3 separate regions of the Mus musculus genome follow, and all the other regions are linked to region 3. A link is a contact called in public promoter capture Hi-C data. All regions are on one chromosome and are shown on one strand. Each heading gives the region's core, a stretch centred on a gene start, on an enhancer-like site or on the middle of the called end of the contact. The rest is flanking DNA. Distances are from core to core; before and after follow the strand shown. Region 1 holds the start of Rps26 (ribosomal protein S26). Region 2 holds the start of Slc39a5 (solute carrier family 39 (metal ion transporter), member 5). Region 3 holds the start of Marchf9 (membrane associated ring-CH-type finger 9).

The links. Capture Hi-C pulls out chosen DNA fragments and counts their contacts.
Region 1: a contact with region 3 is called in a promoter capture Hi-C map of liver, with 4 times the contacts expected there. The contact joins the promoter of Rps26 here to the promoter of Marchf9 in region 3. A contact is called at or near these places in 5 of 39 promoter capture datasets (embryonic stem cells, hematopoietic stem and progenitor cells, hippocampal neurons and 1 more), 6 of 115 datasets of contacts at active chromatin or transcription factors (astrocytes, embryonic stem cells, fetal liver and 2 more) and 2 of 9 other capture datasets (adipose tissue and liver).
Region 2: a contact with region 3 is called in a promoter capture Hi-C map of adipose tissue, with 4 times the contacts expected there. The contact joins the promoter of Slc39a5 here to the promoter of Marchf9 in region 3. A contact is called at or near these places in 1 of 39 promoter capture datasets (stem cell-derived epiblast-like cells), 1 of 484 Hi-C or Micro-C datasets (B cells) and 2 of 9 other capture datasets (adipose tissue and pancreatic islet).

Annotation. Positions count from the first base shown.
Region 1 is chr10:128,624,299-128,628,149 of GRCm38.p6, reverse strand. Rps26 (ribosomal protein S26) reads left to right here and starts at 1,644. Exons shown (of 4, transcript NM_013765.2): 1 at 1,644-1,674; 2 at 1,910-2,087; 3 at 2,813-2,943; 4 at 3,514-3,621. The coding sequence starts at 1,672. The coding sequence ends at 3,549.
Region 2 is chr10:128,398,414-128,402,560 of GRCm38.p6, reverse strand. It overlaps Slc39a5 (solute carrier family 39 (metal ion transporter), member 5), which reads left to right and starts at 1,337. Exons shown (of 12, transcript NM_001136237.1): 1 at 1,337-1,391; 2 at 2,034-2,127; 3 at 2,405-2,757; 4 at 3,109-3,289; 5 at 3,994-4,147. The coding sequence starts at 2,474. It overlaps Nabp2 (nucleic acid binding protein 2), which reads left to right. Exons shown (of 7, transcript NM_027257.2): 7 at 638-1,166. The coding sequence ends at 837.
Region 3 is chr10:127,057,963-127,061,965 of GRCm38.p6, reverse strand. Marchf9 (membrane associated ring-CH-type finger 9) reads left to right here and starts at 1,782. Exons shown (of 4, transcript NM_001033262.2): 1 at 1,782-2,568; 2 at 3,591-3,746. The coding sequence starts at 2,212.

The DNA of each region.
Region 1 (3,851 bases), core at 395-2,894, 1.6 Mb before region 3:
TACTGCTCCCCAACCCCCGATCCTGGCAGTGGTTCCACTTTACTCTCCCACTTCTGCAGTTGCTCTAGGATATATGATATGTGAACTCACACCTGAAGGTTTGCAGCTAAGAGCCTCCAATGACAGTGACTTTCCAGGTCTGGGTTACCTCGTTCAGGGTGATCTTTTCTAGCTCCATCCATTTACCTGCAAGGTTCATGATTTATGTGTGTGTGTGTGTGTGTGTGTGTGTGTGTGTGTGTGTTTACAGCTGGACAGCATTCCACAGTGTATATGAACTACATTTTCACTACGTGTTTGTCAGATGTAGGACATTTAGGTTGTTCCATCTCCTGCCTATTGTGTTTGGAGCAGCAATGAGCGTGTCTAAGCAGGTATCTGCAGAGTAACATGTTGAGTCCCTCTGGCATATGCCAAGGAGAGATATGGCTGGGTCATGTGATAGATTTATCTCTTGAAAGTTCTCCACACTGATTTCCATAGTGACTATACCAGATTGCTATCCCACCAACAGTGAGTGAGTCCTCCCCATCCTCTCAGTCATTTCTTGTCAGTTGTTCCATTGATCTTTGCCATTCTGACCAGAATAAGGAAAAATCGCAAAGGTATTTTTATTTTTTATTTATTTATTTTATTATTTTTTTTTTTAAATTTTTTTTTTTTTTTTTTTTTTGGTTTTTCGAGACAGGGTTTCTCTGTATAGCCCTGACTGTCCTGGAACTCACTTTGTAGACCAGCTGGCCTTGAACTCAGACATCCGCCTGCCTCTGCCTCCCAAGTGCTGGGATTAAAGGTGTGCGCCACCACGCCTGGCTGAGAAATATCTTAAAAGAAGAAAGTTCATCTCTAGCAATTAGGGAAATGAAAATCAAAAAAAAAAGAAAAAGAAATTCAAGGTCACACTTGGCTAACCAAATAAGTTCCAGGTCAGCCTGGACTACTTGACTATGTTTCAAAATAAATAACTATCTGATAGACTTGATCAGTTAAATTGTGTTGGTACATACAATGTACTAACTACAGTGCTTCATCTGTGTTAATAGGATCTGGAAATAAAATGGTGGTCCAAGCCCAGCGTGGTGGCCTAATCCCAACACTCGAAGCCTCTATTTGGAAAGACGCATTTACAAATGGTTTATTTCTCCCAGGTCTTCTATTTCTAATTCCTACACTTAGAACACATATTTCAAAGAAATAAATCATGGCGTCTTAAGGTGGTTTAGCGCCGCCTTTAGTCCGTCTACTACGGGCAAGAGAGAACCTCTCCAAGTCGTACTACAACTCCCACAATGCATCTCTTTTGTCCTCCCACACTAGGGAGTGTGCGTCCGAATTCTGGATAACTTCCGCTCTGGAACTATCGTAAACCGGATGTTATAGAGCCTTGTAATCACTTCCTGGTTTGGGAATGTAACATTTTAATCTTCCGCCGGAAGGTTAAATAGTTCCACTGATATTTTTCGTCATAGACCATTTCTAGGGACTTATCACAACCCTACATTTCACAGGAAACTCTAAGTAATTAGGTAAATTCGAGCATAATAGCTGCTAGGGAGTAAATAGAATTACAGGTCGCTGAGGGTTTTTTTTTTCAGCGTGAGCGTAGGAATCTCGTACTATATAAGCGGGTCGGGCAAGCCGCCGGATCCTCTTTCGAGTCTTGGCTCCAAGATGGTGAGTGTCGCCGCGTGGTGAGCGCGCGGGCCTGGGTACTGGGGTAGAAGTAGATCTATGGACGGTAGGGACCTGAAAGTCAGAGTCTTGGAGGAGAAAGTGACAAAGGGTCCGTCCAGCCCGGACTTGGCGTGCTCGGGACTTGTACGGGTCTCTGTCGGGGCTGCGGGCGGCGGCCGGCCAGGAAGGGCTGAATTCTCGCCCCCTTTCCAATAGCGTCTCTTTCCATTCTCAGACCAAAAAAAGAAGAAACAACGGTCGCGCCAAAAAGGGCCGCGGCCATGTGCAGCCCATTCGCTGCACGAACTGCGCCCGGTGCGTGCCCAAGGATAAGGCCATCAAGAAGTTTGTCATTCGGAACATTGTAGAAGCCGCTGCTGTCAGGGACATATCTGAAGCAAGCGTCTTCGACGGTAAGTGAGCCACAGCCGTGATTTGTACAGGGACGAAGAGTGAGGAGGGTGTGTATGGCTCGTTGTCTTCAGCTTGGGGAGAAGGTGCCTTTTGTGGCACAGTAAGCAGGCCTAATGATGGGGTTTTAACTTGGTTTTTCTCTTGGGGTGGAGATTGAGGCTCATGCATGGTAGCCAAACCCCTGCATCCCATCCCTGTGAGAGACTGCCTATTTAGGAGAATCTGAAAAAGCATAATTCTTTAGTTATTGAAAAAAATTGAACAGCTTTTAAAACGGGCAAAGACTGGTTTGGGCAGTTTGTGACTTGGTTTTTGGCGTCTCAGAACTCACTGTGTAGACCTACTCAAGAGATCTTCCCTAGTGCTGGGATTAAAGGCGTGCACCACAGCACCTGGCTGGCTTTTGTCTGTTTGTTCATTGTTTTGTTTTTTTCTTGACCTAACAGTAGTAACCATGAGGCCTGCCAGCAGAGTGAGACTCCCTAACTTGAGCTATTCTCATATTGTGTGGCCCACTTTGGCTTTGAGGATGCCTTGGCCTTTTGAGTGGCAACCTCTAGCCCAAGAGTTGAACTCTTGGTGTATGTTGGGTGTGGTGTTGGTTTCTCTGGTTTTCATTGGGTGTCATTTATCAGTAAAACTTGGAGGTTAGGGTAATCCTGACCAATAGAATAAGAGAATCACAGGAAAGGGCGTCTGTCTAATCTGCTTCTCGATTTCTCAGCCTACGTGCTTCCCAAGCTCTATGTCAAGCTGCATTATTGCGTGAGCTGTGCCATCCATAGCAAGGTTGTTAGGAATCGATCCCGCGAGGCCCGGAAGGACCGAACACCCCCACCACGATTCAGACCTGCTGTAAGTAAATTATTTTAACTTGGGACATACATAGTCTTACCCAGAGAAGTATCCATTAAGGTCTTATTTAGTCTGTGTGGCAGCTACGACCTACATTTAAATTTTAAAAATGCTTGTCTGTTTTGCATAACCTGAAACACTTTTAGTGATGCTAGGTGGGTGGTGGTTGGTTTCTTTGGTTTGAGGTGCTGGGTCCTCAACTTAATGCTGGTAAGTGCTCTACTGTGAACTACATGGGTGGGTGGGTTTGGTTTTTTTTGTTTTGTTTTGTTTTAAGAAGTCTCGCTGGAAGCCAGGCGTGGTGGCGCACGCCTTTAATCCCAGCACTCGGGAGGCAGAGACAGGCAAATTTCTGAGTTCGAGGCCAGTCTGGTCTACAAAGTGAGTTCCAGGACAGCCAGGGCTATACAGAGAAACCCTGTCTCGGAAAGAAAAAAAAAAAGAGGTTTCACTGGCCTTCGCTCACCTAGGACTCTTGATTCTTCTGCCTCTAGAATGCTGGGGTTAAGTAGGCAACCGCAGCAGATCCGAGTACCTCATTTCTAATTTAGCTCATCTCTTGTTTTTCAGGGCGCTGCACCTCGACCTCCACCAAAGCCCATGTAAAGAGGCCGTTTTGTAAGGACGGAAGGAAAATTACCCTGGAAAAATAAAATGGAAGTTGTACTTTACATGGCATCGGAGTGTGTTTATGTCGAGACTCTTGTGTGCGTTTCAGGGGGTCCATAGTGCAGAACTTGGTGCTTTGGGCTCTGTACACCTTATTTTCTAAGGCATTCTCTGCAGGCTGGCCAGCAGTGAGCTCCATGGATCCCGTTTATGCTGCCTGGACTCCCAGCAAGCCATGGGATTACAAGTGTGTTCACTGGGCTCAGCTTATGGACAGGGTTCTGTGGATCACCTGGATC
Region 2 (4,147 bases), core at 88-2,587, 1.3 Mb before region 3:
GGGCCATAGGACATTTTTTCAGAGAGCTTTGAGCCTTGAACTAAATCTGGGTCTGATTTCCAATGACACAGAGATACCTAAGATAAATATGTTGTATTTATATAATATAAAATTATACACACACACATATGTGGTTCATGGAGCAACTTCCAAAATTATTGAGGGGCCCCATTCATACTTTTAGCCCATAGCTTTTTGTACTCTATTCAGGACCACCTGCCTAGGGAATAGGGCCATCTACAGTTGGGCTAGGTCTTCCTGCAAAATTAAGTTAATTACAATCCCCTACAGACCAGCCAATGTAGACAAGCCCCTCACTGACTCTCCCTAGCAGACTCTAGATTGTACCAAATTGACAGTTAAAATTATCAGTGCTAGGGTCCCAACCAGGCTGGCCTCGAACTCAGAAATCCACCTGCCTCTGCCTCCCGAGTGCTGGGATTAAAGGCGTGCGCCACCATGCCGGCTAGGATCCCATTCTTATTCAAAACCCATAGTCTTTTTGTACCTGGTCAGCATTCACGCAGTTGTGCTTGGTGAAGACTCATCCACTCTCTGGGGCATGGAAGTGGGCTTTGAAGACAGACCCTTTCTTACCTTAACTACCTAACTCTGTTTCTTCCTCTCCCACAACTAGCTTCCGAGAACCAGAACGGAAATGGACTGAGCACCCAGCTAGGTCCTGTGGGTGGCCCCCATCCTTCTCACACCCCCTCACATCCCCCCAGCACCCGAATCACTCGAAGTCAACCCAACCACACGCCTTCCGGCCCTCCTGGCCCCTCCAGCAACCCTGTCAGCAACGGCAAAGAAACCCGAAGAAGCAGCAAGAGATAGCAAGAGATGAGTCTCTCCTTCCTTCCACCACAACCATGATCCAGGCGTCTCTGCCAGAGAACAAGACAGTCTTCTATCAGGCTGCTGGCTTTGGGATTAGAGGATAAAGTAGCTGTGTTTTAGCCACTAAATTTCCCTGGAGGGGTTGGAAGCAGCAGCCTTATCCACCTCAAACTCACGCCCCACCCCACCCCTGTCCTGCTGATGCTGTCTATCCCCTGGGATCCAGGGTCCTCTGCCTGCCCTCCTTTGGAAAAGACAGTGTGGTTTTTGTGTGGGAAATAAGGGTCTAACTGAAATCCCTCCTTCCTAATAAATGTTCCCACTCATTCTGGAGTCTGTGTTTCTCTCATAGGAAAGAGGTTAGCAGGTGTGCACTTAGGGAATTGTAGTGCCCAGGCAAGGAGGCCTTTGGCAAAGCAAGCCTGCCCCTTTAAGGTAGTGTCCCTCCCCTACCCCCTCCCTCCAGGTGACCCTTGTCCAGCCTGCCTCCCACAAGAAGGCTGGGTCCCCCTTCCTCTTGGTGTCTTTTGTGTCTCCTGTCCTGCCGTCAGGTAATGCTAACCCCAACCCCCCGGGCCACTCACTGACCCCCTGATTGTAAGCCAGGTCAGATGTCAGAGGGGAGCCCTGTTCTGGCTTCTTTTCCTCAACAGGGCTTCCTCTTTCTCGTTCATTGATTATAGAGCTGGGGGGTGCTGACGGTTAGTGCTTGCTGGAGTCGGGGAATCACAGCTCTTTTCTTACACTTCCCAGGGTGGGCATCACTGAAGTCACTTTCCTAAATGCATCTGGAATTGCCACTTATCTGCCTCTCCCTCTAACTCCCAGTTTAGGAGCACCTTGGCTCAACTCTCCAGGGAATGTGGGGATGGGGTTGGAAACAGACGCAGCTCAGGACCAGATGTTAGGAATGTGGGGAGGGTACGTTTAGGAAAAGGCTTGGGTGGCGCTGAATGGCTTATGGGCTATAAAATATTTAAGAGGAAAAAACTGAGCACAAGTTCTTAACCATGTGGCTTCTTCAGGGCAGAGGGTGGCCCCTCCCCAGTCAAGGCCCTGCAGAGACTGACTTTTGACCCCCCCCATCCCAGAGACCAGTGAACCATTAACTCCTATATGAACCTTCCCACACTTGCCCCACCCCTGACTCCGCCCCAGAGCAGGTGGGCTAAGGGGAAACCTATCCATTTCAGCCCTCCTTGTGACGTGGCTTCCACTGCATCTGAAGGCTGAGCTCCTTCCCTCGGATCTCCTAAGGTCCACAGTGAGGCCTTCCAGGGACCTGAGGTGACAGCTCTCACACTGCCAGTAGGGGTGAGGCCCTGAATATGGAGAGGGAATAGGGAGGCGGAACAAGCTTGAGAGGTGGGTTGTCTCGGGACCAGGTGTAAGGAGAGCTCTGGGGTCAGGAGGCTGCTCCAGAAGGCAGAAGGGAGGGGCAGAGAACGCCTGAGCCTGCAGAAGCTGCAGACAGACTCAGTAAGCGGTGGTAAGTGTAAGAACATCTCCCTAGCTCTCAGCTGAGGGACAGCAGCTCTGACCCCACCCCTCCTCCTTGTTCTAGGGTACAGTCCTCAGGATGTCTCAAAGGAAATAGAAGTCAGAAACAGAGCCTCTAACCATAGCCCTAGTGATGGGGCCCCCAGTACATCATCTGCTGACTGGCCTATGTGTGGGGGTGGCCTTGGGCTGGGTAGGAGGCTCCGTCCCAAACCTGGGCCCAGCTGAACAGGAACAGAACCACTACCTGGCCCAGTTGTTTGGTCTATATGGAGAGAACGGGACACTGACTGCAGGGGGCCTGGCGCGGCTTCTCCACAGCCTAGGACTAGGCCGAGTCCAGGGGCTCCGTCTGGGACACCATGAGCCTCCAACTGGGCGGGCTGCACCCACAAGTGGAGACAATTTCACACACAGGTATTAATCTCTCTCCCAAACACAAAATGTGGCATCTCCTGGTTCCGCTCAGTGCCTGCTTAGGCTCCAGCTGCCCAGTGCATGAATCCCCAGAGTTACAAATCCTCTCACACCAACTGCTCACCTCTATTAGCTTCAATTCTCCAGAAGTCCTAGCTCTCGGTACTTCCAGGCTTTCCCTGTCGAGCCCACAGCCACCCACTTTAGGTTCTCTTACAAATGACAGCTCTCAGGTCTTCCCAGGACTGACTGTGGTTGTCTTTCCTTCGCCAAACCTTCCAGGTGACAGCTCAGGGCAGGTGTCAGGGAACTTGAGTAAGTCTGACTTGCTTGCTAATCCATCTAATGTAGGCTGCAAGAGCCGGAGCTGAGTGTGGACATCTGGGCAGGAATGCCTCTGGGCCCTTCAGGTTGGGGTGACCAGGAGGAATCAAAGGCTCCTGACCTGCACGGGTCAGGGCCCTCGAGCCTAGACCTCTTCCAGAGGCTTCTGCTGTTGGACCATTCGTTGGCTGACCATCTGAATGAGGATGTAAGTCTGAGTCTCTAGACAGGAGAAGGAACCATGGGAGTAGGTGGCCTGAAGTATTTGGCCCTTTAGGGGGCTTGAAGTACATGAAGAGTCAGTAAACGAATAGCTACTCAGTGTTCCCTTTAACCTTAGCGCAGGCTCACCAAATTCAGAGGTGTCACTTAGCAAACGCACAATCCAGGGAAGTATCTCAGGGTTAGGCTGTGGGGATGGTTATGTGGAAAAGTGTCCTGGAGATGATGGTATATCCATCTGAAACAGTCCGTCTGTTCCTTGTTCTACACACACAAGGTGGCAGACAAAGCTGCCGGACCCTGTGATCAGGTGGCATGCCCTATCAAAAGAAGCACTCCAGCCTAGGCTGGATCAACCCATGGTGGGGTGTTGACTAAAGATGGACGGCATTGTCAGGTTTCTTGTCTAGTGGCCAAAGTAGCTCATCGCTAACACAGGAAATTCTTAGGGCATAAGAGGGAGATGACAGCAGCGTTCTCTAGCAAATTAAGAAATATATGTCGAATACTTACATTGGATTGGATAATCACCAGGGATTAACACACATTAAGTCCCCTGTCCCCAGTCTCTGATGCATGTGCCAGTATGAGCCAATGGGACCTGGGACTTGATGGAAGAACAGATGTCAAGACTTGGGTTGTAGTTCACAGTGACTCCCTAATACATGGCCTTCCCCTCAAAATCTCCAGTGTCTGAATGGCTCCCAGCTGCTGGTCAATTTTGGACTGAGCCCTGTTGCTCCTCTGACCCCTCGTCAGTTCGCTCTGCTGTGCCCAGCCCTGCTTTATCAGATTGACAGCCGTGTTTGCATCAAAACCCCAGCTCCAGCACCTCCGGGGGATG
Region 3 (4,003 bases), core at 533-3,032:
AGGTTGGTCTTGAAATGGACACGTAGCTAGCCTCAAATACTTGATCCTCCTGCTCCATCTCCCAAGAACTAAGGTTAAAGGTATGCACCACTTTTTTTTTCTTTTCTTTCTCTCTTTTCCTTTCTCTGTCTTTTCTTTCTTTGAGACTGGATCTTTCTTGCCAGGTAGCCCAGGCTGGCCTCAGACTCTGCAATGTCCACATGCTTGGGTTCTAGACCTGAGCCACCACACCCAGGCTAAAACTATTTTATTACCTGTTTTGCTGTGTATTCCATTCTAACTTCTTACTTTTCTGGTCGACAACGTAACAGTGATGGGTTATGGTGGCACATGCTTTTAATCCCAGAGGACTGGGGCAGAAGCAGGTGGATTTCTGTGAGTTCATGCCAGCCTAGTTTACTTAGTGAATTCCCAGCTAGCCAGGACTACAAGTTGAAACCTTGACTGAGAGGGGGTTGGGGGAGGGAATGTATATGAGAATGTGAATGTAAATTGAGGATTCATGTAAATCACAGTCAAGCACCACACCACAGAAGGTGTGCATCAGACACATCTCCTGCTGCTGCCTCGATGCTTCTTGCCTTGCCAACAAGAGCAGAAAGAAAAAAAAAAAATCCAGGCCTAAATTGGCTAAGGGGCTGGAGAGGTGGGTGTTTCTTTGGCTATGTTCCTAGGGCTGTTTGGGTTTTTTAGCTGTCTGTGAGCGCATTCAACTCCCAACACAGGTACTCCCTGCTTCATTTTGCCGCCCATAGGACCCCACTGCAGCTTCCTGTCCTTACAGAAGCTATCTTCTTTGTCTGCTTAAGTCACTGACTTGCGCCCCCACACCCCCTTCATTCATCTGTCCATCCACAGCAACTAGATGCTGTGCCGAAATTGTCTTTGCAGCCACTTTCCATTGAGGAGTCTTAATTTGGCAATCTGTCCCTGGTTCGACTTTTCAACTTGCTCATTCCCTCCCTTTTCTGTTAATTACTCTTTTGCTAATTAATTTTTTTCTCAGTGTCTTTGACCCAGTGGGCTCTCCGGGAATCCCTTTCTTTCCTTCAGTTTCACAAAGGGGCTGAGAGGGTGGGTGTAAATACAAAGCAGATCAAAAAGCTGACAGGCCCAGCAGTAGCACTAGGGGTCAATTTAAAACAAAGATTTAAGCGTGCTTGTGTGGCTTTCGCTTCAGAGCAGTGGAGCTGAGGGCAGGTGGGTGTCATGAAAGACACGCCCATTCCTCGGGCATCCTTTCTGCTCACTCGCCACCTTCACATGCTAGAATCAATCGCTTGCTTCTCACACAATCTGACTCCATTCCTGCACACCAGCCAGCATCTCACAATCCCGCACCCAGCACCCTTTACCATCTTTTGTGTGTTGTTAGGGTCCATCCTCACCCTCCTCACACCCGACTCCCTGCAGAGCTTTCTTTGCACACGCCCATTATGCATACACCTCTGTGCCCCGTTACACCTGCAGCCTTCGAGGACTCAACTTCCATCCTCACCCCCACCCGCGCGCACACACCTATTCTTCCACCCCGGTACACACTCCCCTTCGTTGGCCACTCCTCTCCCTCCCTCCTCCCGCGTCTCGCACACTCGCCCCGCCCCTGGGGACACCTGCTCGTGCTGGGCAGGGCGGGGATGCGCAGCCGCGGCCCCTTCTCCTCCGCTCCCCCTCCCCGCCCCACCCCTCCCTCCATCCCTCACCGGCTCCCCGGCTCCCGCCCCGCCCGCCCGCCGCTCCGGGGGGGTCTCCGCCGCCGCCGCCGCCGGAAGGAGCCGCCATTTGCTACCGCCGAACGCACGGGCCGAACCGAGCCGGATCCGGCAGTCGGAGCGGGACTGGGGCCGAGAGGACGACGATGGGGGGCGGCCCCGCCGCAGGAGGACCGGGGCGCATAAGCCCCGGTGCCCGGCCGGCTCCGGACCCCGACCCGCGGGGCGCGGCACCCTGAGCCCCCTCCCCGCCCCCTGCCCCTGCTCCTGCTCGGGCCATGCCTGCCCACCCTGCCGTCCGCGGGCTGACGGCCCTCTCGGCCCCGCGAGCCCTGGTGCCCCGGCGGCGGCAGCAGTGAACAGCGCTTGCAGGCCGCGGAGACCCCGGCCCGGTCCTGCGCTCCGGCGCGCGCCCCCTTCCCGGCCTGCTCCTCGCCCCTCCCCCCGCCGCTCGGGAGCCCCCCTCGCTCGCCGCCCCCCGCCCCCCGGCGCCCGGACGATGCTCAAGTCTCGGCTCCGCATGTTCCTGAACGAGCTGAAGCTGCTGGTGCTGACGGGCGGGGGGCGGCCCCGGGCCGAGCCGCAGCCCCGGGGGGGCGGGGGAGGCGGCTGCGGCTGGGCGCCCTTCGCCGGCTGCTCCGCCCGGGACGGGGACGGCGACGAGGAGGAGTACTACGGGTCGGAGCCGCGGGCCCGGGGCCTGGCCGGCGACAAGGAACCGCGGGCCGGACCCCCGCCGCCGCCCGCGCCGCCGCCGCCGCCCCCAGGCGCGCTGGACGCTCTGTCGCTCAGCAGCAGCCTGGACAGTGGGCTCCGAACCCCCCAGTGCAGGATCTGCTTCCAAGGCCCGGAGCAGGTCAGGCCCGAGCACCTGGCTGGGCGGGGAGGGTGGGGGCGCGTACCTGGGGTGTCCGCGGAGACCGGGGCAGGGGGCGGGGCCAGGGGGAGCTGGGCGGGACCCAGGACCCGAGTGGAAGTGGGGTGAGGTTGGCCTGGCTGGAGACTCCTGGAGTGTGTCAAGGTTGGGGCCGGGTGGGTGGGGGGTCAGGGGCTCCCAGTCGAGGTAGGGTTATTCTCCTCGGAGGGCTCAGAGTCTCTGTCACCCGATATCAGACAGCTCTTAGCACCTGCTCCCCTCACCTTAGGGTAGCCATTAGCCGAGGGAACCTATTTTTTGGAAGTGGGCAGAAAGGAGAGTACATTTGTTCTCACCTTGAGGGGAGGGGCCAGGCAGGACCCTGCTCCTCTCAGTATTTCTCCCGATGAGGCAGTTTTTGCTCCCGTCTTGCAACTTATCCACTTCATTCTAAAGAGCCTTCTTTGTTTAATTTTATGGGTAAAGTTGTCCCGGGATAGTGCCAGCGGGCATCTCTGTGCAGCGAGAAATGACTGTCTGACTAAAGGGGACCATGTTCCACTCCTGCTCCCAGAGTGTCTCCCCATTTTAGCGTGGACACCACGATTGGTTAGCCATCCCAGCTGGCACCAGATCTATATACTGGAAGTACTGTGGAGTGGATGAAGGGATGCCTAGCTCAGCAGCCCAGCCTCTCTCCTCCCTCCAGGTCCTAGGCAGAGGTCAGCTCTTTAGGATGTCTTAATCACCTTTCCGATTTCTAGGAAAAGGGAAGACTCAGGCTTCCCTCTCCCTCTCGTCTCACCTTTGATCCCTTCGGTTGGAGAAGTTTTTCTTGAGCTGTGACTTCTTACTTTTGTGCTGTAGCCTTAGCATCTTGCCCTACTCTGGGTGGAAAGCCCTAGTTTTTAAGTGTAATAGTATGACTGACCCGAGGAAGAGGTTTCCTCTCCAGGAGTGCTGCAGAAGGGGTCCGTCCGGGTGATGACTGCTGACAGGCGCCCTCCCCTCTCTTCCTCCAGGGGGAGCTCCTGAGCCCTTGCCGCTGTGACGGCTCAGTGCGTTGCACACACCAACCCTGCCTAATCCGCTGGATCAGTGAGAGGGGCTCATGGAGCTGTGAGCTTTGCTACTTCAAGTACCAGGTCCTGGCGATCAGCACCAAGAATCCACTGCAGGTGAGGTGTAGGGAGCTCTCTGGACCAGAACCTTGCAGGGAACCTATTTTATCTTATTTAGTGTTTTCCCAAAGCAACCGCCCTCCACCATTATGGCTTTCCAAGACACATGTTCTAGACACTTAGAACAAGGGGGAGTGTGGAAAGACAGTGTTAGTGGTAATAGTAAATACACTCTGTTTTCTGTGTGTCATTTGTTGTGTGTTCATAATGATCTTATTAGATACCATTACCATGCCTGTCTTTAGTAACAGGAT